Linked DNA regions of Zea mays: all the other regions are linked to region 3. The links are chromatin contacts, called in public Hi-C maps. All regions are on one chromosome and are shown on one strand. The core of a region is the stretch at or near the end of the contact, and the rest is flanking DNA. Distances in the headings are between cores, read along the strand shown. Region 1 holds the start of LOC100280597 (60S ribosomal protein L44). Region 2 holds the start of LOC100279706. Region 3 holds the start of LOC100281478 (TBC domain containing protein).

Evidence for each region. A called contact is a pair of places that touch in the nucleus more often than the background predicts.
Region 1: a contact with region 3 is called in a Hi-C map of leaf, with 5 times the contacts expected there. The contact joins the promoter of LOC100280597 here to the promoter of LOC100281478 in region 3. A contact is called at or near these places in 4 of 25 Hi-C or Micro-C datasets (ear, leaf and tassel).
Region 2: a contact with region 3 is called in a Hi-C map of leaf, with 2.2 times the contacts expected there. The contact joins the promoter of LOC100279706 here to the promoter of LOC100281478 in region 3. A contact is called at or near these places in 7 of 25 Hi-C or Micro-C datasets (bundle sheath, endosperm, leaf and 1 more).

The regions. Positions count from the first base shown.
Region 1 is chr2:210,248,122-210,252,805 of Zm-B73-REFERENCE-NAM-5.0, reverse strand. LOC100280597 (60S ribosomal protein L44) reads right to left here and starts at 1,907. Exons shown (of 4, transcript NM_001153516.2): 1 at 1,781-1,907; 2 at 656-835; 3 at 435-509; 4 at 90-340. The coding sequence starts at 1,783. The coding sequence ends at 281. It overlaps LOC111591013 (small nucleolar RNA R66), which reads right to left and starts at 1,284; the gene lies at 1,213-1,284. LOC100284743 reads right to left here. Exons shown (of 6, transcript NM_001157638.2): 6 at 4,141-4,659. The coding sequence ends at 4,495.
Region 2 is chr2:210,556,496-210,561,138 of Zm-B73-REFERENCE-NAM-5.0, reverse strand. It overlaps LOC100279706, which reads right to left and starts at 1,935. Exons shown (of 7, transcript NM_001152666.2): 1 at 1,151-1,935; 2 at 818-928; 3 at 544-719; 4 at 252-462; 5 at 1-156. The coding sequence starts at 1,925.
Region 3 is chr2:210,395,399-210,399,733 of Zm-B73-REFERENCE-NAM-5.0, reverse strand. It overlaps LOC100281478 (TBC domain containing protein), which reads right to left and starts at 2,632. Exons shown (of 11, transcript NM_001154396.2): 1 at 2,063-2,632; 2 at 1,342-1,437; 3 at 1,142-1,245; 4 at 377-636; 5 at 163-285; 6 at 1-80. The coding sequence starts at 2,164.

The DNA.
Region 1 (4,684 bases), core at 658-3,157, 150 kb after region 3:
ATCCATCCTCGGTGTAAAAATGATCGAACTTTTTTGGCACAAGAACAGGCATAGGCAATGGCAGAACAAAATCAAACACAAAACAGATTCAAGCTACAAAACTTTCATTTAGCCAAAAGTCGACCAACACCCCAGAACAAATGTCAGGCATTGGAATTTGGATACATAGCATGGTCTGCTTTCATTGCTACATTAACATTGAAATTTGGCGACATGTTTTTATAACAGTAGTAGTAGACCCACAGCTTCAACTCAACAACCAGACAGGTGGACGAGAAGCTTAGAAAAGAGATGTGCCCTTGCCCTTCTTGTCTCCACCAATCTCAAAATGCTTGCATCTCTGTGACACAGGGAGTCAGCAAAGAGTGAGCTATAACCAATGGAGAAATGCTTTGTTCAGCAGCAAGTTTAGCACGGGAGAATCAAGACAGTACCTTGATGGCGTGCTGTGAGTAGTGCTTGCAGCTCTGGCACTGCAGCTTCAGAACAATCTTCTTGGTGGTCTTGGCCTGAAAGGTATAAATACAATCTCATTTGTCATATCCCACATTAATCACTGAACAGGCATTTAGAATTCGCAGATATTTTCAGACATTCATGCTAGCATCAAAACAGACAAAGGTATAAGTACAATCAAATAGATATGCTGCATTACCTTCTTGTGGAAGACAGGCTTGGTCTGACCACCATATCCTGACTGCTTGCGGTCATAACGGCGCTTTCCCTGGGCAGACAGGCTATCCTTGCCCTTCTTATACTGAGTCACCTTGTGGAGTGTGTGCTTCTTGCACTCTTTGTTCTTGCAGTACGTCTTCTTGGTCTTAGGAACGTTCACCTGTATAACATGTGAAACAAACTGCACATGTTAAAACAACATTTCATATCCATCTCTAGAGAGCAGTCAATTGAATAAAAAACACTTTCTATGAGGGTCAATTGAATAAAAACACTTTGTATATCTTGTTTGCACTCTAGAGAGCAGTTCACGTTTTCTATCTTCGACTAGCGAGAAACCAGGAATAAAAGATGGTTATATTTGGATAACCATTTAGATAAGCTGTTGGAGGGTATTTTTTCTATTCATATTAATTAGGAAGAATGTAGTCTCTTGGTGTTTGCTCTTAGTAGCTGAAGATCAAATCGTAAACAGATGCGTAGACAAGTTCAATATAAGTTGGGAAATGAAATTGAAACTCAAATCAGAACGTATAGGTCCTCAGAAGATTGTGTATAGTTTGTCATCATGAGAATAATCAGGTCTCAAAGATTCATGCCATCATAAGACCCAACAAAAGCATTACGCATTTGAACAAAAGATAACCAGGAATCACACCAAAGTTCAGGTACAATTGTGACAGTGCATCCAAGAGAACTTATAGAAAGTATAAGCAGCCATTGCAGCATCACATCAGTTCAACAAACAAAGTTATGCGCTGCACACCTCAAGTTTAACATAAATCCTCTAGACTGAATCTAAAAACAAAGAAATACAAGCACCGAGGATGGGTCCCACTAGGAATCGCATATTTCCTTGTGATGCAGCATGCTCCACAGATCTAACAACATATAGGGGCAACGCTACAAATCCAACTACCACACACAAGAAAAAATAACGGACGAAGAATCACAAGTATCTACATAAATAACAGCCACCGACCAAGTTAAACCCGAGAGAGCCATCACATCCAGAAATGGAAGTGAAAACAGTCATCTACTCCCACGCACCAATCTGAAAACCCTCATCTACTCAACAGAGAGAGACGGGGAAGAAGGCGGTTACCATCTTGGCGGCGGCGAAGGGGATTGTGCAGCGTTCTACCTGCTCCGGTGCTACCTATCCGGTTGAGAAGCTGCAGCAGGTGGCGGCGGCGGGGACACAAGAGCTGTGCTTTTATGGGAAGGCGCCCGCCGCAGTCTAGGGTTTTCTCCGGGAATCAATGCCGTGTTCTTCTCATGGGCCGTACGCCCAGGATGCTATTGGGCTGCACACTCGGTTCCGCTTCGACTCCCACCATGTCCCTGCGAAACCAGGCCAGCATGGCCCAGTTGGTATGCTGCAATTTTCCACGAAAAAAGTCACATGGTTCGGTTTCCGTTCGATACTCTTTTGACCATTCAAACAGTGTGAGACCAAAACATGAAATAACACTCCTGTATAAATATTTAAGGTCTTTTAAAACCAAACTTTTCCATATTTTAATATACTCACCAAGAGAGGCCGACCCAGCCCAACATTTAAGTAGAGGCCCAACAACTGAGCGGGGGTCTAAATAGAACCTTGATAACTACATTAAATATGATCAAAATATCCACTAAAACCAGAAAACTCAACACAACCGGGTCTGCCCCTGCTCAGCAATGGTGAAGTTGGAGGAATGTTCACCCAAACTTTCTAAGATTTGAAGAAAAACCCCACTGAATGGCCAGTTGAACCGACATACGTTGATCGTCTGCGCTAGAGATGGCAATGAGTAAATACCCACCGGGTATTACTACCCCATACCCATACCCACGACACAAAAACAACCCCACCGGGTCACCCATATACACCGGTGGGTATGAATTTACCCCCATACCCATACTCATGTGGGTATGGGTCACCCATCGGGTCACTCGTACCCACAAAATTAAATATCTATCAAAATTTTATACTATACAAATATCAAGTATATCCATATAAATACCATTACAAAATTTTCTAGCATCATTACAAATGGTCATTAAATTGTCGTTAAGCCTTCTATGACATTATGGTCTAAAAGGTTGTTAAATAGTAAAAAATATGGATGACTAAAGTTCAAGTTCATGCTTGGGCTAAGTTTATATTGGGTATTTTATACCCACAGGTTAACATGTATGGGTGAAGACGGAACGTTCTAATACCCGTTTACCCATTGGGTGAAGATTTTTGCCCAATAACAGACCCACGGGTAAAATATTTAGCTCACATATGTAGTAAATATCCCTAATGGAGTAAATATCCATCGGGTATCGGGTCGCGGGTACCCATTGCCATCTCTAGTCTGCGCCACCGTATCAGATCTTGTTCGGTTATTCCTACCTCATGTGGATTGAATAAGAATGGAAAAAAATATAAGAGATTTTGACTATTTTAGGATTTAAACCTACTCAATCTCATCCAATCCACATGTGAATTGAGAGCAAAACGAACAAGCCTCGGCTGATGTGTTTTGACTTTGGTTAAACCCAACCTAATATGCATGAACTTGGAAGAGAGCCCAGTAAACAAAAAAAATCAGACCACAGACACGATCCGGAGATTATCAAACAGGCATCCGTGAACGCACTAATCACGAGTTCACGTCGACACACGTTACATGTCCGTTAATTTTGCTGCGAAGACGGAAAAAAAACATTAGCTGACCATAGTACATAAGTTCCCAGACAAACAGCCAAAGAGGCTCTCATTTTTGCAGTTCTTGTTTCCTCGGGACACGGTATGTATAACCTCCTCTGAACTATACTATACTCGTAGCGGCAAGCACACCCTTGCAGCAATTAATAAATAAACTGTAAAACGGCTGAGCCGAGACTGGTTGAAGTCGCTGCAGCCGAACATGGCTGCACAGCAGCACAGGTGATAGCGACTTTGGACCTCAGGCAGACAAGGAAATAACTAACTTGTGAGTTGTGACGGGGTAGCATAAATTGACTCGTCGTGCAAATAACTCACAGATGTACAAATAACCAACTACAGGAACGGAGGAACCTGAACTGCTTGCACGCCTCAAGACGCATGCAAGCACGCCCTGTTTGTTTAGGCTTTTTCCAGCTTTTGGCCACCAAAAGCTGCTGCAGATCGCCAAACGCCCCAGCTTTTCAGCCAGCTTCTATAAGAATCTTTTGAAAAAAAACCATCCAAAATCAATATGAACACAAAATCAGTTGAATCGTCATGATAGTAGGAATTTATTGCTTTCTAGATCCTGAACCCTTTGGACCACTTCATCTTCCTCCGCACGTAATCCACACAATACTCAGATTCTCTCACAGCCAGATTCTTTCCACAGCTAGATTCTCAGAAAAACTGGTCAGAAAAAAGCTGAACCAAATAGGCCCGGGTGAGGAGAAAGAAGAGGTTCTGCACCGGCAGCAAGCCGCCACGCGCCAGCGCATGCCTTTGTCAGTTGGAATGGAGGGTATATTAACATGGATTTCCTATATACTCTGGCGAATGTTACAGACGGGGTGTTACATCACAGTCACACCTCGCGGTTTTCTTCCCATTTGACGACGCTCCCGCACGGCCGCACGCACGCGGGACCGTCACCTATGGCTATATTTACAAAGGGCATCTTGCCTGCTGCAGCCGGCCACCAGGAGGAAGAGGACGACGGGCATGCTCGGTCACTTCATGGCTCCGGCGGCTCGCACAGGGCAAGAGGATCGAAAGACACGACCCTGTCAACCCATGATATATACCAAGGGTCGTCGTGCGTGTGCTGCCGAGTTACTAGTTAGAGGAAGGGGTCGTCAGAAGTCTATGATGGGCTCGCCGATGGTGAGGTTGCGCTCCACCGTCCACGGGAGGTTGAAGAGCTTGGCCGTGATGAACTTGAAGATCTTGTTCACGTTGATGTTGTGCGTCGCGCTCGAGAAGAAGAGGGTCGCCTTCATCGCTCTTGCGTATGCTCTGGCCTGTTGGGAACACACAAACCACATT
Region 2 (4,643 bases), core at 686-3,185, 160 kb before region 3:
GGTTTAGGTCAGAATCTAACAGGATGTTACCTGCTTTCAAGTCCCTGTGGATGATGCGTATTCTCGAGAGATTGTGGAGGTACAGGAGTCCCTGGGCTATACCATCAACTATTTTAATCCGTCTCTTCCAATCAAGCGATGCCTGTCTGATTGGATCTACAAGCAACGCAACGCGAGACTGTAGTGTTAATTTCTGCATACGAGAACGAATACAGTTATGAAATGATGAGCATTTTGTAGTGAGGGCATGCCAAAAATGAAGTGGTCCAAGCTTTTGTTCGTCAGGTATTCGTAGACCAGCATCTTCTCTTCTTCATGGATGCAACAGCCAAGGAGCCTGACGAGGTTTCTGTGCTGAAGCTTTGCTATAACCTGGATCTCATTCTTGAACTCTACTAGACCTTGTCGTGACCGAGCAGACAGTCTTTTTATCGCTACCTCTTGTCCATCAGTAAGTACTCCCTGCAAAGTTCATCATATATGGAACTTTTTTTTTCATAAATTGATGCATGGCATACTGATACAATTATAGCAAGGAAATACCTTGTAAACTGGGCCAAATCCGCCCTCCCCTATCATATTTTTGGGTGAGAAGTTGACTGTGGCATCAGCAATCTGAGAGAAATCATACAGCGAGAACTCTAAACTAGCATCTTCAATTCTCCATGACCTGAGTATTTCATCCACATTCTGGGGCTCCTCCGTCAAGTCCATTTTCCCTGATTGTGCATCCCCCCATAGTTACATGAGATTGGAACAAAGTATTTGTTTCCCCTTTTTCTTTTTCTTTTTTTTGTTATAAAAATAATGAGCTTACTTTTTTGTTTCCTCCAGACGCTTAGCAGCCAGAAAAGCAAGCGTGTACAGAGGATTGCCGAAGCGTAAGCTGTTGCAACGATGACGAACGCACGGTCTTTCTTCTTCCCAGCTGGACATGATACACGAAATGATCAGGGATGTGATTTGACAACTTCGCAAGAACTTTGCAGTGCCGATATGCACTAGTTCAGATTGATTAGCTCTACTTCGGGGAGGCAGCTGAATTCTTGGTTGCAGAATAACAAACATAACGCGACCTTCAGGTTCGTAATGCTAGAAGGAAACTTGTTTTCTTCTTCTTCTAGATTGACGTGCTTAGGCAGGAACTTACGCAGGGACAGCATCTTGCTGTTGCCAGTGACGTTGAAGAACTGCAGATCCATCTCATACCGCAGGGTGCACCGCGCCCCGAAGACTGCCGCGCCCATCTTGCCGCCGCCGACCTTCCGTCGCCGCTCTGCCATGGCGCCATCGAGGCAGGCCCGGCAGTGGTCCGGCGGCATGTCCAGCGTGCACTGCGCCAGCGCGTACACCGCCCGGTCCCTGCCCCCCGACGACGACCACGGCGCTTCGCCGACGGCCCACCTGCCCGGTCGCCCCGCCGCCGCGTCAGCGAGCGCGCTCAGCAGCTCCGTGACCCGCTGGTCGAACCGCGCGGCCACGGCGAGCGGCACGGGGCCTGGGTTCGTGACGTCGACCCATTCCGGCGCGTTGCTGAAGTCGGCGAGGAAGTCCCTGTCGGAGAAACGGAGCTGGTACAGCTCGGAGTAGACGGCCACGTCCCTGTGGAGCGCGCAACGCGAGCGGCCGTCCCCGTCGGTGATGGCGGCAAGGGCGTCCCGGAGGCGCCTGGCGCAGTCAGCACCCGCTGTGTCCGCCCGGCAGAGCACGGCGCCGTAGACCTTGTCGGGGCCCTCCCCTGCAGCGCCGGTGGACGAGTGCAGCCTCGCGGCGTCCCCGGTCAGTGCGCCGGCTACCGACCTCAGACTGGACTTGTATGTGCTGTTTCGCTCGTACGTGGCATCGCTGCAGATGGTCTGTTCACCGGCCGTCGGCGCCGGCGTGGTGGAGAGGAGAAGAATTGCGAGCGCTAGAAGATTTGACATAGACCACTATGCAAGTCTACATGCATATCGTAGGCCAATTATTCGCCTCGTATTCCAGGCCAAACGGGCGGAACGGGTCTGTCACGGCACAGCCGCACAGCCCGTTCGGCCGGACTAGCAATCGGGCCGTGGTGGATCAGCCCAAGTGCCGCTGCCGTGACTCAGGAATGATATGCCAGTCTGATAACCGTCTTGGGTCGGTCCGTTAGTCCGTCAGCTTACCGAACCTGACAAAAAAACACCATGATTTTTTTTATAATAGAAAATAAATTTTAGTCTTTTACACTTTCATGCATAGTTACAAGTAAAAGAAACAACTCCACATACAACTATGAGAAAATAAAAAAACATCTATTTGGAACCATAAACAAATTAAGCAGCTATAATTCTAACATTGGATCGCCATTTATGGTTTGTGAAGATCTTTATGGCCACCGGTTCTAAGGATTGATAGATATTGAGAGGTTTTAGGTATGATTATTTCTTCTGCAGCAGTCTCTAATTAAATTCGAAGCTAATGCATTCGTCTGAAATAACTTGTAGAATTGACGTATTGGTTTGTGATTAAAAACAACGTTATTGTGGCAAAGCAAATGGACCAAAATATTGTTGTGACTCCAATAAAAAGTTTCTTTTTTTGTGCACTTTCTTTGTTGAATTTTTAAGCCCCCGTAATAAATATGATTTATACTAAGGGTCCGTCTGTATGAAAATAAAGAAAATGATTCTTCATGTATTTAATAATCAAAGAAAAGATGCCGTCATCATGCCCTCGTGGATGGTGCCGAGGTCAGAGATGGCCGTCATAGGCTTCACTGCAACAGCCCTCAGGCGCCGGAATGCCTCGTAAGCCACCACTATCTCCGCCCCGCCGTCGCGCCAGCGCCGGCACGAGAACGGCAGCCCGTTGCGGCGTGCGCGCTGCCCCATGGAGATAGCCGACAACCGTTCCGACAGGTCGACAAGGTGCATGGCGTACATGGTGAGCACCGTGAGCTTGCTCCGCCGCGTGCCGCGGGAAGCCTCCATCTGTCCATCAGAATACCAGATTGTCGTCCTAGCTCGCTGTCGTGCTTGACTGCTTGTACGACGCCGCGCCGCGCCGGCTTGTACACCGCGGTGAAGGCCGGGTGGCCTTGATCAAGGTAGTTGTGAGCGCCATGAGCACGAGGAAGGGAACCCCTCCTCGTTGAGCACCTTGTGGAGTTGTGGTCGCGGCCGATGTTGAGCACTATGAGCTCCACGAGATCCGGTAACTCCTATATTATACTCTCCAATGTCATCTAAATATATAAAACGTTTATACATCTTCTCTATACAGAGACTCATCTTCTCTATCGATTTTTACACTTCAAATAAGAGATTAAACAAAACTAAAATGAAAAAAAATCCATGTAACCCCTTAGAGGGTAGTCTAATTCATTCTCTCATTTTTAAAACTAGTTGTTTAACCCCTAACTTTATAGAACCAAATAAATAATCACTGAACAGTTTTAGTGAGTGCTTTTGCTGATGTAGCATTACCATCGTGGCTGTAACTGATGCTAGTGGTATGTTAGCCACCAATTTAGCAATGCCACATAGCACCCATTTTGTCTATTTCAGCTATGTGATCTATCAGTATCTAAAGTTTATATAATTTTGCACGCTTGCACACAGGGCCCGGTCTAGCCATGTGCGAGTCGTGCGCTCGCACAGGGTCTCCAAAAATTGAGGGTCATAAAGCTTAGCAGATCTATTATAGTTTTGTGATTTTCTACAACACATGTTAATATATGTAGCACCTGTTTTCCTCCTTACCATATCACTGCGCTGAAGCAGAACTATCGAGCGCTTCACAAAGAATGAATCTTCATGGGATCTTAACATGTCTGTCCGCATGAACGAAGTTCTCTAAATTAAAGTTACTAAATTCATATTTATGTTCTACTACGACATATAAATGACACAAAAGACGTAATATTTAGCCACAATAGCTCTCGAGAGTGAAGCTTTGGAGAAGATCGAATATACGCGTATTATACAAGATTTTCTTTAAAACACACCAAAAGAACGATGTTATTCAAATAAAATAGATATGTTTCTTTAGATATTATATTACAATATATATTACTGTAACTTGCAGATTGTTATTAATGATTTTTAATAAAAATATAGATTACGCTGTTTTAGATTTGGCACAGAGTCTCAAATTTCTCTGGTCCAACCTTGCTTGCACCTAACGGGACCAAGATAGTGAAAAAGAGGATTTGGAACTAACGGATCAAAAAATTTGCTTCAATGATTACATCTACTGGCTGTTTGTATAATAGTTGTTGCAGTATTTCAGGTGCGGCCATAATTCACGTCCTCATCGACTGTACGTTCAAATTCGGGAATGGTGGAGAATTGCGTCTGCGTCCTGATGCTGTCCCTGGTTGGTTCATCTACACGTGTACAGAGCTTTCTTCTTCCAGGACGGCGTCCGTCCTGGCTTGCCATGGTCGGTTGTGTTGTGAACGCACACGGCACACCTGAGTACTTTGCGAGCACTCGTTCAGGCATGACCTTTTTGACGTCCATGCATGGAGACCAAATACCACACCTAATCGGCTAATCCATTTGAAATTCGACGCCCATGAAACCGTAGACGCCACCGTGTTGATGTTGAGATGAGAGTGACAACGATGGCAGGACAACATAAGCCGGGTCGCAAAACTTCTTCGGCTGTTTCCAGGC
Region 3 (4,335 bases), core at 1,383-3,882:
CATCAATTTCTCAAAGCACCAAAATGCATCTGCTTCATCGTTTAGTAGAACTATCATTGGTGAGCACAAATCACTCATTCCTGTATTAAGCATAAGCAATAATAACCTGTAAGGTTATTTGGACTCTGAATGAGTTTTCTCTGCATGTCTGATGTTGCTAACCTTGGCAGTAACCAACATCTTTGTCAATCCATGCATACACGGCTAGAATATCCCATAATTTGGAAAGGTTTTCTTTGTTCTCATAGAATACCATGGTGCGATCAGTCCGTAGGACGTCAAGCCCTATATTGATATTCAAAAGTCAATAAAAATATAGGGAGAAAACATAAAACAATCCAAGGAAATAGAGAAAAAGAATAATGTTAAAGCATACCAATTTGATGTAATGTCAGCTTCCACTCGATAATTTGCTTATCGGTAATGCGTTCTGCAGATTCATCAACTTCATTTCCATTTATGCTGGTAGTTGGAGCATCTCCTGAAGTGTTCGTGTCAGAAGTAGCCTCAAGTAAAACCAGAGGATCCTTAATAGGTCTGCCATCCTCAGTGATAAGTGGTGCTGTGATAACTTTACCACTACCAACATGAGAATCCATCTGTCGACAATCTTCCTTCCATCTGGCATACTGTATCCTGTGTAATTCATAAGGTAAAAAAATCAGGCTAAGTGAACTTGTTTTGTTGATAGTTCTTTATTTTTATAAATAAAAATCATAGGAATAAAATATTACAGATCGAAAGAAGATCTGCAATGCTAGGATCCTAGGACAATACAAGGGGAGGAACTGAAGAATTGATTTTTATGGTAACTGAGTATAAACTGAAGCTTGCCATCCCAAAAAGGGGGAAGAAAACTTGATACACTCCTGATGGCGCCAAAAAAGATTCTTTGTCTGTGCCATAGGGTTCACACTAACTTTTCTTGGTAGAAATAATTGTCTTTGTAAGAGAAAACAGGAAAAGAAAATGATGATCCAATATGGAATAACTAGCTGAAAAGAGCAAATGTTTAATTGGTGAATCAACAGGCATTACTCTCAATCTTTACATTTAAGAGAGTAAATACTTACAAATCTGCTAATGAGAAAAAAATACCTAACAAACAGTAAATGCATGTATATTTTGCTAAAGTACCTACCTCCGTATTTGCCTGATCTCTTCCCTTTCATCAAAGGTACTTCTGGGATCAAAACAGCCAAGTAAGAATTCCCAAACCTCTCCTCTGACTGTTGGATGGACACCCTAAAAAAGATCATATTGAATGGTATGTAACATTACTAAATGAACATAACACATATAAGAAACATCAAGAGCATATATGAAACTAAGGAATCTTACTCCTCTCTGTATCCTGCTTAGGACTGAGGCAATATCAAGACAGCCATCAGGACTAAATGCAGCCTGCCATTTCCGAGCACTTAATGTTTTGCCAGCCTGAAATGAAGTAGATAAGATATAGTCGATTGGAACAAGAAAGGATTGTGCTTTGTAGAGAAAAGAACAAGAGTGGCATCATGTCCTCAACAGAAGACGTAAAAATGCTATCAATATTGATACGGGAGTAAGTATGCTTGCACCAATTCTCTGTGTCTTCGATCTGACCTGATCGTAACTATTTCATAAACTGAGCAACTTGAATTCTGCAGCAGGATTTGATTATAAAAGAGTAATGAAGGAACTGAATGTATTGAGTGGCTTATCTATTTGGTGCTGATGAGGTTTGGAAAGGAAATGAGATATTGTTAAGACAAGGATGAAGATTGATGCTAGTAGTATTCCAAAAACATCCCTTCTTTATTAAACCAGCAATTTATATAGCAGAGCAAGATGTGTTGTTGCAGCAATGAACCGATAGTTTCTCCATCTTTCCAGCTACACGATACTCATTTGTAAATTTTGTTTATGTTTCCTTGATCACACCAATACTACAGGGCCCAAAGGAAAATGTATAGAGTGGCCAAATTGCGATACCATCAAACACAATCACACCACAATCAAAATTAATGGATACAGAATGAAACAAAAGACAGACAGACATACGAAGGTAGAAAACCCAGACCTTAATCTTGAACTTGCTCTTGGGCACACCGTCCGTGCAATCTGACCGGACCTCGTAGTAGGAATCCGCGGGCGTGCCGCTGCTGAGCCCCCACTTGATCATCCTCGAGCTCAATCAACGACGGCACGCCACCAGGCCAACAGGTCAAATCCAATCAAGACGCTCTAAATGACAGCAACACCTTCGCGTTCGTTGAAGCACCCAGCGAGGCTTCCAACAACCGTTTGACCTTCCAGGACTAATCCAAGAAACGCCTAGATCAATCAAAAGAACGAGCCGGATCACGCGCAATGGAGCAGGAGCGGAGCCAATCCCTCCTCGAACCTGCCTTCCTGCCTGCCTGCCTCCCTCCTGAACCGAAGGATGGGAGTTGGGACCGCAGGAGGAGGAGGAGGGGAGGTTAAGGGGGGGATGTGGTCGGGGCGAACCGGGGAGGCCGGGTGGGATAAATTAGGAGGAGGTCGGGAGCGACGGGAATGGAGGACGATCGGTGCCAAGCTGCCGCCAGGCTCCAGCTCGCCGGCTTCCCCGGGCATTCTTTGCCCCGTCTTGGACGGTACGAGACGAGTAGGGTTGGTCGAAAATGGACAGCTTCACTCCAAGTCTCCAACGTTAATGGATGAGCACGCGTTGCTATCTATAGACTATGGTCCGAACACATGGTTACATGTGTTAAAATTTAGGAACAATTGGATCTATACCATTAAAAGATCCAAACTTTAGATATATACCATGGACCCCACATGTCATTGACTCATGTGGACCCACATGTAAGTGAGATAGTAATGGTATGGATCCAAAGTGGTGATCTTTTAATGGTATGGATCCAAATTTCCCTAAAATTACGTGATTCCAGTTTTAAGTGTTTACGTGATTCCAGTTTTAAGTGTTTGCATGTATTTACGACGGTGTTAAATCTATACCACTGTATAATCCATAAATTTAAACTTTATAAAATACATCCAACCAAATCAACACACGCTCATAACATCCACTAAATCCACCAGATAAATTATACTCAAATTTAACACACAATTAAAACCGACAGTTCAAATCACTAGATAACACGTCTCCCTTGCACAAATCTAATAGACAATATAATTTTGATCATTTCTCAATTCTCATCTCTTATAATTTTTTATTTGAAAACCTTCTCATCAACTCTTAACTCTCCACGTATATTCCTTTTTGAAGCACCTCATTCCCACCAAAATACTTATCCAAGATACATTCCCGCCAAAATACTTTTTGCCAGAATTCTCGGTCCTAGCAATTACATCATCTCTTGCTTTGCATAGTAAGTATGTTTAGCGCGTTGATATTCAAGTACTATGCAATTACAATTGGTGCTAGAAATCTATAATTGCATGTGTCTTTAGCATCTCATGCCAAGTTTTGAACAAAGAGACGAGGACAACCGACTTGGCCTTCAATCTCATGGAACCGACGAGAACACCTCTGTCCTACATGCAAAAAAAAAAAAGTACGCTTCTCCGCTAACACTTGCCCAGGTGAGACGAATATCCATAGTAAAGACCAGGGCTGAACAAAATACTCGTGGCTCGATAACTCGCTCGACTCGGCTCGTTTTAATTTTATAGCGAACCAAGCTAGCATTCTAGCTCGGTTCTCTAATGAATCAGCTCGGATTAGCTCGTGAACTAGCTCGCGAGGCACAACACTAGTTTATTTAGTCGTTGGTGTCATCTCATCTTTCATAGTCTTGTTTTCTCGTAGTTATGATTTGTGATATGGAGATGTGTGAATATGTCATGTGCTTAAATATTTGTATTATTGCATGGCTACATACCTACATTGTATATTTAATATTTGATTATTTGTTATCGTTTTGTGAACTTTGTTTCTAGAAGCATATGATGTTAGTGTTGTGCAATAAAATGTTTTATGTGTGTGGAATGGATGATAAATTGCTTTATAATGATGCTTGTTGCTATCTTATTATAATAAGGGTTTATAAATCTATAAGTTAATACATATTTGGTTATTTAATTTAATATTAAAAGTTAGAAGCGCTAGGACGATGATATGATAATAATACTATAAATGTTTTGGATTTGTAGTGTTAAACATTTAAAATATGATTTTTGATTATATATATATTTATGTACATAGATCTTTGTATTTAGTTGTGTAGCTCGCGAGCCTAACGAGCTGGCTCGAGCTTCCTAACGAGTCGAGCCGAGCCAACTGTTTAGCTCGTTACTATAACGAGTCGAGTCGAGCTGGCTCGTTACAATAACGAGCTATAACGA